Regions from separate parts of the Mus musculus genome. Here region 1 is linked to region 2. A link is a contact called in public HiChIP or PLAC-seq data. All regions are on one chromosome and are shown on one strand. Each heading gives the region's core, a stretch centred on a gene start, on an enhancer-like site or on the middle of the called end of the contact. The rest is flanking DNA. Distances are from core to core; before and after follow the strand shown.

Region 1 (3,613 bases), core at 971-3,470, 470 kb before region 2:
GGTTTTGAGCCAACTTGTGGGTACTGAGAATCAATCCCAGGCCCTTTTGATAAGTGAGTCACCTCTCCAGCCCACCAAATTTATTTTAATGAGAAAATATTTAAAATAGAGGTGGAGTTTATGGAGCCAGACTCTGGAGAAGATGGGAGAGATTCCATTCAGGATGTAGGGAATGAGGTGCACAGGTACACAGGTGAATCTGGGAATGGGTGAATGGAGCTGCCAGGGCTTTGCTCATTTTTGTAGTTTTTTTTTTTTTTTAAGATGGAGTGGGGTACCCGAGAAAAGTCCTGAAGGATTCAGAACAGGTACTGAGGGAATGAGAGAATAGTGCTGGTTAAAAACAAGGAACAGGATTGATCACTGAGTATGAAGAGAAAAAGCTGTATTACAAACACGTGTTCTTTCCCTTAGACACACATAGTGTTATCAATGAGCCCAATAGGTCAAAGGTACTCTTCAGTAGTTGAGTTGGAAAGCAGGAAATGATGTGTAGTCAGGAATGAATAGTTCAATAGTAGAGGAATGAGTGAGTTGGAGAACAAGTGTAAAATTTTAAAGGGAAAGACAGGAGAATAGGCTTTAAGTAGAAAAGAGGACATTGAAGTGAGGCTCATGGCTGGAATACCAGCACTTGGCTGAAGCAGCAGGATTGCCCCATGTTTGAGACCAGCCTGGGCTATGAAGAGAGATCTTGTATCAAAAACAGTGAAAAAGGCTTGTAATAATTTTTTGCAACCTACTTTAATAAGAGTTCACCCTCTCCTTTAGCCCACCATCCAGCAGAAGTAGTGGAAGAGAAAAGTTATTAGGGTACGGGGAGAGTGAGCCTGTTCAGCAGTATTTCTTTGTGGGTGAGCTTGATCTTTCTCAGTAGTTCAGTCCTGTAGCAATCACCAAATAAGACTCAGCAGCTGCAGACCAGTTCTCTAGGCAGGCAGACACTAGGCAGGAACCAGAAGCTGTTGTTCAATCCTGAAGAAATTGCCAGGTTCACCAGCAGAAGCTACTAGCTGCTGCAGGAACTTCACAAGCAGTTCTTGGACGAATTTTTCTCAGTGCTGGTGTTACCACAAGTTGAACGCAACAATAGAAGGCTCATAGAGTGTTAGCAAGGCAGAGCAAACCAACGCTCATTGCTTGTTTCCCACTGTCTTTGGGGGTCATATTTATACTCCTTCATCAAGCATCCTTTCACGTGTTTGCTATATCAAGACATCCTTTCACCTGTGTCTGCTAGAGGAAAAACTTTTTTCCTGTGTCTGCTCCAGCAAAATATCCTTTTACCTGTGTCTGCTTTAGCACTGACATCCACCTGTGTGCTCCTGCAAACCATCATTTGACATAACTTTCCAAAGAAACTAGATGTTTCCACTCAAAGGTCTATTAGAGTTGATATCATAAGTAAAGGAAATTGGGGGTGCAGGTAGCAAAGGTAACATTTCAAATTGAAAATGCATTTTTCATTCTGATGGCTGTGTGCATAATGGACTGAAATGGGCATTGCTGGAAGCAATCAGTCATATAGCATACATCCTGTCTCATTTTCTACACTGTTCTTAAATTTAATTGAACCAATACATCGTAATTATATGCTCCTTGGAGGATCACATCTCAGCAGCATTTGCCCACAATCATCTTTACTTTATGTTTTGTATGCTTTGCAGTTGTAGATGGAAACAGCATAACCCTTCTTGCCTTTCACAGTGAAAGTCTGGACATTTTGGGCACTTTTGGTCATATAGTTTCCTTGACTACTGCATTTTTGTGTTTTTACACTCTAAAGAGAAACACACACACACACACACACACACACACACATTTGATTATCTATTAGATTTTGAGTTTTCATACATACAAACCTGCATTAAATTTTATCTTGTTATTATAACATGGTGCCTGTCTGTAAACATTTTTAACAAATGTTCAAAGAATGAATGGCAGGATAAAGGGTGGCGCTCAAACATTAAAGGAAACCTCTTCTGTAAGCTACGTAAGTTCAGGATTCCAGTAAGTTTGTCTTGAAACAGCTCAGTTGTGATGTTCAGAGTTCTCGAACAAAAAGTACCACTCCCTTTAGATATGCCTAATTTGCAACAACTGTAAATAGATGCCAGGCCAATTAACTTACTTTGGTCACACCAGTGGGTGGACAAGCTAGGATTTCCGTACCGCATCATGGCGGCCGTCTGCGGGAGTCTGGTGTTTGGAACAAACTTGAGCGACTTCCTGTAGCAGCACCGCTGTGCAATGAATGCCGGCTCCTGAGACGAGCATCATGGCGTCTCTGGCGGGTGCTGGTCAGTGCAGCACGCCAGGGGAAGAGGCAGCCGTAAAGGAGTCTCCGTTTCCTCTTCCACCTCCCACCGGCTGTCGTAAAAGGTGAATGGAGAGAGAGTTGTCGGGGGGAAGGAGGGAGGACAGGGGGCGCGGAGTCAGAGTGGCGCAGCAAGTAGCTGCAGGCGGTGGTGGCAGCGGCAGGGGGTGGGGGTGAGGTGGTCCCCTGAGGTAGAGGGGGCCAAAAAGGGCCAGGAGACATCCCGGCTGCAACCCGGCCTGCTGGCTCTGGGACCCGAGCTCCCGCCCGCGGACATGGACCTCAATCGGATCATCCAGGCGCTGAAGGGCACTATCGACCCAAAGCTGAGAATTGCAGCTGAGACGGAGCTTAACCAGGTGAGCGAGGGGCTGCCCCTCTTTCTCTTTTTCCTACTCTTCTCCCTTCTCTCCCTCTCTCCTCCAACCCCAGCCTGAGACCAGGACCCCTGCGGAGCAACTGGAGCACCTGTTGGCTATCTGTCCTTTTCTTGGTGCACTTGCTCAGTTCTCTTGGACACATAGCACAAAGAAGCTACGAAACCATTGATAGTGGTCTTTGGGTGTGTTTTCTTTTCCTTTAATGCGCTTACGTGGAGACGCGGTGGGAAAATTCACCAAAGCTAAGCTAGCTTTTCTCCGGACCCGCCCTTTTCAGGTGTTGCTGTCGGAAACCCTGCCCCTCGCCTGCTTCTGGCGGTGGCAGTGTGGATCATGGCACAGTATTGCTGGAGCGCTGGGCAGCACTGTCCGAGAGAGTTCTAGGAAGGGCACGCGGTTTCCCCGTACCATTTCAAAGACTGGGCCGGCCAGTAATACAATATTTGAGGCATTTCTTTGGAATACTGAAATGTGTGTGACTTTGCTTTAGCTGCTTTCCATTTTTCTAAGCAGTCTAGACATTCATTGTTCCAGTGTTACTCTCGTCTTTTTTTTTTTTTTTTTTTTTTTTTTTTGTCCATACCATACTTCTCCCTCCTCCTCCTTTTTTTTCTTCCTTTCATTTCAGAGACAGGGTCTCACTGTGTAGTTCTGGTTAACCTGGAATTCTGTGTTAAACAGGCTGGTTTGGAACTCATAAATCTGCCTGTTGCTTCTGCCTCTGCCTCTAGTCTGCTGGGTTTAAAGGTGTGTGTTACCACATCTGGCCCAACCTTTCAGAATTGTAATATCACAAGCTCTGGTTCTGCTCATGTAAGAGGGACTATCATCCTCTTACTAAAATGTACAAATTAAAATTTCCTTACATGGCTTGACAATTGAGCTTGCTACAAGTGTGAAGGGATATTCCTTAATT
Region 2 (3,825 bases), core at 793-3,292:
CAGCTCACATTTCCACTGACACACTGGTGAGACAGTGACAGTGGTCAGTTTGGAAGCTCTGTGTCCAAAGTAATGACATCATGTGGCAGCTCACCCGCTCACCTCACAGTGCTTGCTTGGGATGGACAGTTCTTCCAACTGAGGCTAATGAGGTCTGTGTTGCAGAACCCCACTTAGCCCGCAGGCAGACTCTGGCTACACTGGGCTCATTAACACTCCCTCCAGAAGGGAAAGAGGACAATACCTGGCACCTGGGCTCCTTCCCAGGATGTGTAAGCAGCTGAGAATTCTGCATATGGAGACACGTTGATGGTATAGTTGCCCATGCTCCTGTGGCCCCGCCCATACTCCTTCTCTAAGTCAGCCCCAGACTCACTGGTTCTTCTACTTACACTTAGGATTCTTCGTTCCGCCTGTTTGGCCCTCTCTATCTGGGGTGAATAGAAATAGACTTCTATTTATAGAATAGATACAGGCCTGTGTAATCCCAGTATCTCAGGAGGCTAAGGAGGATCAAAAATTCAAGACTAGCCTGGTTGACTAGTGTGTTCAAGGCCATCCTGAACAACCTAGTAAAACCCTGTCTCAAAATACAAAGTATAAAAGAGAGCTGGGGAGAGAAGGGATTGGGGGTTGAGTACAGTGTGTGTGTGTGTGTGTGTGTGTGTGTGTGTGTGTGTACATACTTTAGACAACTGTCAAATAAGATTTTTTTTTTTTAAATGCAAAAGTAGGGCTGGAGATAAAGCTCATTGGTAGAATGGTTGCCTAGCATATCCTACCCTTAGTATCACAAAAACAATGAAGGGGAAGAAAAAGTCAGGAAGAGAAAGAGAAATGGAGGGAGGAGGAAGGAGGGAGGGAAGAAGGAGAGAGAAACAATAAGCACTGATCTTAGACCATCTTAGGCTAGAAGAGGAATGGAATTAGAGGCAGTTATGACAGCACTAAACAGGTGCTGGGAACTGATCTCCATGGGAGACCATAAATCACTACAGAACCCATTCTCCAGCCACAGTTGTTTAATCCTAGTCTCAAAGGATGGCATTTTCCCTACCTCTGGCACAGTCAGATAACATGTATATTTGAAGGAGTTTCCTATTGTAATACCAAAGACTGAACCACTGGCTTATGGCTCTCAGGATTTACAAAACTGAAAAAAAAAAGAGGGGGGATATATATGTTCTTCACCATTGGAGTTTATTAACAAGTTGACATTATATGTGAGCTATGTAGATCAAGGACTATGACTGGTTTCAGTACAGAAATCAGAGCTACACAGTAAGAGGACTCTTATCTTTGGCAGTGGTCTTGGCTATAAACTTGCTCCACTCATCCTTAGTTCCTTAATATTGTTTAGAAACTCTTATTTTGAAAATTCCATCAGTGCCAGTTTATGAGCCAAACAACAAAAGAGCCTGATCTCATTTCTTTATTGTCACACTTCATATATAAGATGCCGAAGCAATATGCCTTAGTAATTGGGCTTATAAATAAATAGAGATTCGTATCTCATACAATGCCTGGTGCTTGGCTTAGGCTATTTTGAGACTCGAATTACATGTTTTCCTCCCATCTCATCTCATAAGAAAAGCCATATGTTTAAAGCGCAGAATGTTGGCCTTGTGGCACTCACTCGGTCCTGCGAGTCCATTACATTCCCCTGAATTTACTAGCGAGTCCCCCTCCTCTTCCACTAGGTATTACAAAAATATTCTAAGAGTCTCCGCAGTGAATAGGGAGAGTTTTTTGGTTTTGTTTTATTTGTTGTTTTTTTACAATGATACTTATGCCCAAAGGGCTTGGCTTCAAATGCCACTTAGGGTTTCATGCACATCACAGACTGGATACCAATTAGGGGCAGCAGAAACAGGTGTGAGTATGATACTGGGGGTGCAGATGTGCTCAAATAAAGGGCTTAGTTAACTATGCAGTGTTCTACCCCGTAATTTATGTTCCAGACAACAGTGCAGTTGAGCCGTGAGCATTCATGCAGCTTAATCCCCCTCACAGCCCTGGATGAGAATAGCTTTAAGAGCGTGGGATCCCCGCAATCACTCAGCAATTCCGGAGGGTAATGTCCCTGCAAACATCCTGACTTGGCATTCTAAAGGCCTGGATGTTTGGGGAAACATTAAAAACAAACGCACCAGCATCTGGTCCAGAAAGTAGCAGAGTGGTCTAAGCGCTTCCTGTGAAAGAGTAAGGACAGGAGTTCAGATCCCAAATGAATGCTGGGTGTGCTTGACAGTTGCCTGTAATTTCAGCCTTGGAGGCTGAGACCCGATCCTCAGAGCAAGAGGACAGGAAAGACTGGCCAGATCAATGAGCTCTGAGTTTGATTGAGAGGTCCTGCTTCAAAGAAGAGAGTGGTTGTTTCCACACGCATGCGCACATGGTTGCTCACGCTCGGGGGGGGGGGGGGGGGGGGGGGGGGGGGCAACTAAACCTGAGACTCTCAGCATGCTGCTCTGTGTACTTTATAAAAAATTTAAAGTTAGAAAACAGCGCCGGACAGTGGCAGCACACACCTTTAATCCCAGCACACGGGAGGCAGAGACAGGAGGATTTCCGAGTTCGAGGCCAGCCTGGTCTACAGAGTGAGTTCCAGCACAGCCAGGGTTACACAGAGAAACCCTGTGTCGCCAAACGTGGTGGCAGACCATTTTCATTACAGCACTCGGGAGGCAGAGGCAGGCATGTTTTTTGTTGGCATTTTTCCCACATCTACAAAAGACCAGGACAGCCTTAACTCCTCAGAGAAGGACTTGTTTTAAAAAACCCAAAAAAAAAAAAAAAAAAAACCCAAGTAGATAATTTTTAAAAAACGTGTATATATTATGATTTGAATAGTTAACTGGTAAAAAAATAGATTTTTCAATGGTAAAAAAAAAACAAATACAGTGGTTCACTTCTTTTTCCTAGCACTGGGGAGGCAGAGGCAGGTGGATCTCTGAGACTAGCCTGGTCCAGACACTATCTCCAAACCGTTTAGAGCCCAGGGCTGCATAGTTCATGTTTGTTATTTGAGTAAAAATAAAGAATACCCTTGGGACTTAGGTTTGGGTGCTGTTTTAAACAAGAAAAACTTGATTTATTTTTCTCTAACTTAACTTAAATGAAACCTGAAGGTGTTCTAGGGCTTAAAGCCAGTTATGAGCTAGTGATGCTTGCCTAGTGTTCAGGAAGCCTTGGTTTCTTTCCTCAGCACCTCCCAAACCTGGTCTGGTGGACATAAACCTGTAATCCGAGCAGACAGGAGAATCAGTTCAAAATTATCCATGGTTATACAGGAAACTTAAGACCCTCCTGAGCTGGGGAGACAGTGTCTCAATTTTTTTTTTTTTTTTTGAGACAGGGTTTCTCTGTGTAGCGCTGGCTGTCCTGGAACTCACTCTGTAGACCAGGCTGGCCTTGAACTCAGAAATCCTCCTGCCTCTGCCTCCCAAGTGCTGGGATTAAAGGCGTGTGCCACCACTGCCCAGCTTTTTTTTTTTTTTTAAAGTTTTGTTGAACCCAGAATAGCATGTCTAAAACATCCCCTTCTGTTACAATTGAGGTAGAAAAAAATGCCATGTATTCACTACAATCATTTGTAGTGATTTTTAGAATACTGTGCTAACCAACTGTGTGTGCATGCTTCCTATGTTTTGTTCCCATTCTTGCTACAACCTGCAGTTCAAACCTACGTGGAAGCAGCCAGTATTTAAATCCAGGTCTGCCTGCCTTTTTCCATGGTGCTAGAAATTGAAACCATCTAGGTAAGGCTGGAAAGTGGATTTGCAGATAAAGACTAATGACTGAGTTTGATTCCCAGTACCCAGA

Evidence for each region. HiChIP or PLAC-seq counts read pairs in DNA pulled down with a chosen protein or histone mark.
Region 1: an H3K27ac HiChIP or PLAC-seq map of embryonic stem cells shows a contact between it and region 2, with 9 read pairs. The contact joins the promoter of 2610017A05Rik here to the enhancer-like site in region 2. A contact is called at or near these places in 3 of 39 promoter capture datasets (cranial neural crest, embryonic stem cells and frontonasal cranial neural crest), 1 of 484 Hi-C or Micro-C datasets (embryonic stem cells), 15 of 115 datasets of contacts at active chromatin or transcription factors (astrocytes, bone marrow-derived macrophages, embryonic limb bud and 3 more) and 2 of 9 other capture datasets (adipose tissue and embryonic stem cells).

What each region holds. Positions count from the first base shown.
Region 1 is chr6:148,830,227-148,833,839 of GRCm38.p6, reverse strand. 2610017A05Rik (a long non-coding RNA gene) reads right to left here and starts at 2,220. Exons shown (of 2, transcript XR_869626.1): 1 at 2,132-2,220; 2 at 726-975. Ipo8 (importin 8) reads left to right here and starts at 2,373. Exons shown (of 25, transcript NM_001081113.1): 1 at 2,373-2,676. The coding sequence starts at 2,593.
Region 2 is chr6:148,357,203-148,361,027 of GRCm38.p6, reverse strand. All of the region lies in intron 5 of Tmtc1 (transmembrane and tetratricopeptide repeat containing 1), which reads left to right. Among named protein-coding and RNA genes, the nearest start is that of Tmtc1, 85 kb to the left of the region's middle. Within about 2 kb of position 2,042, at least 29 of the 459 cell types and tissues checked have an H3K27ac peak or open chromatin away from gene starts, as enhancers often do. A contact at or near this core is called in embryonic stem cells, where this site is marked.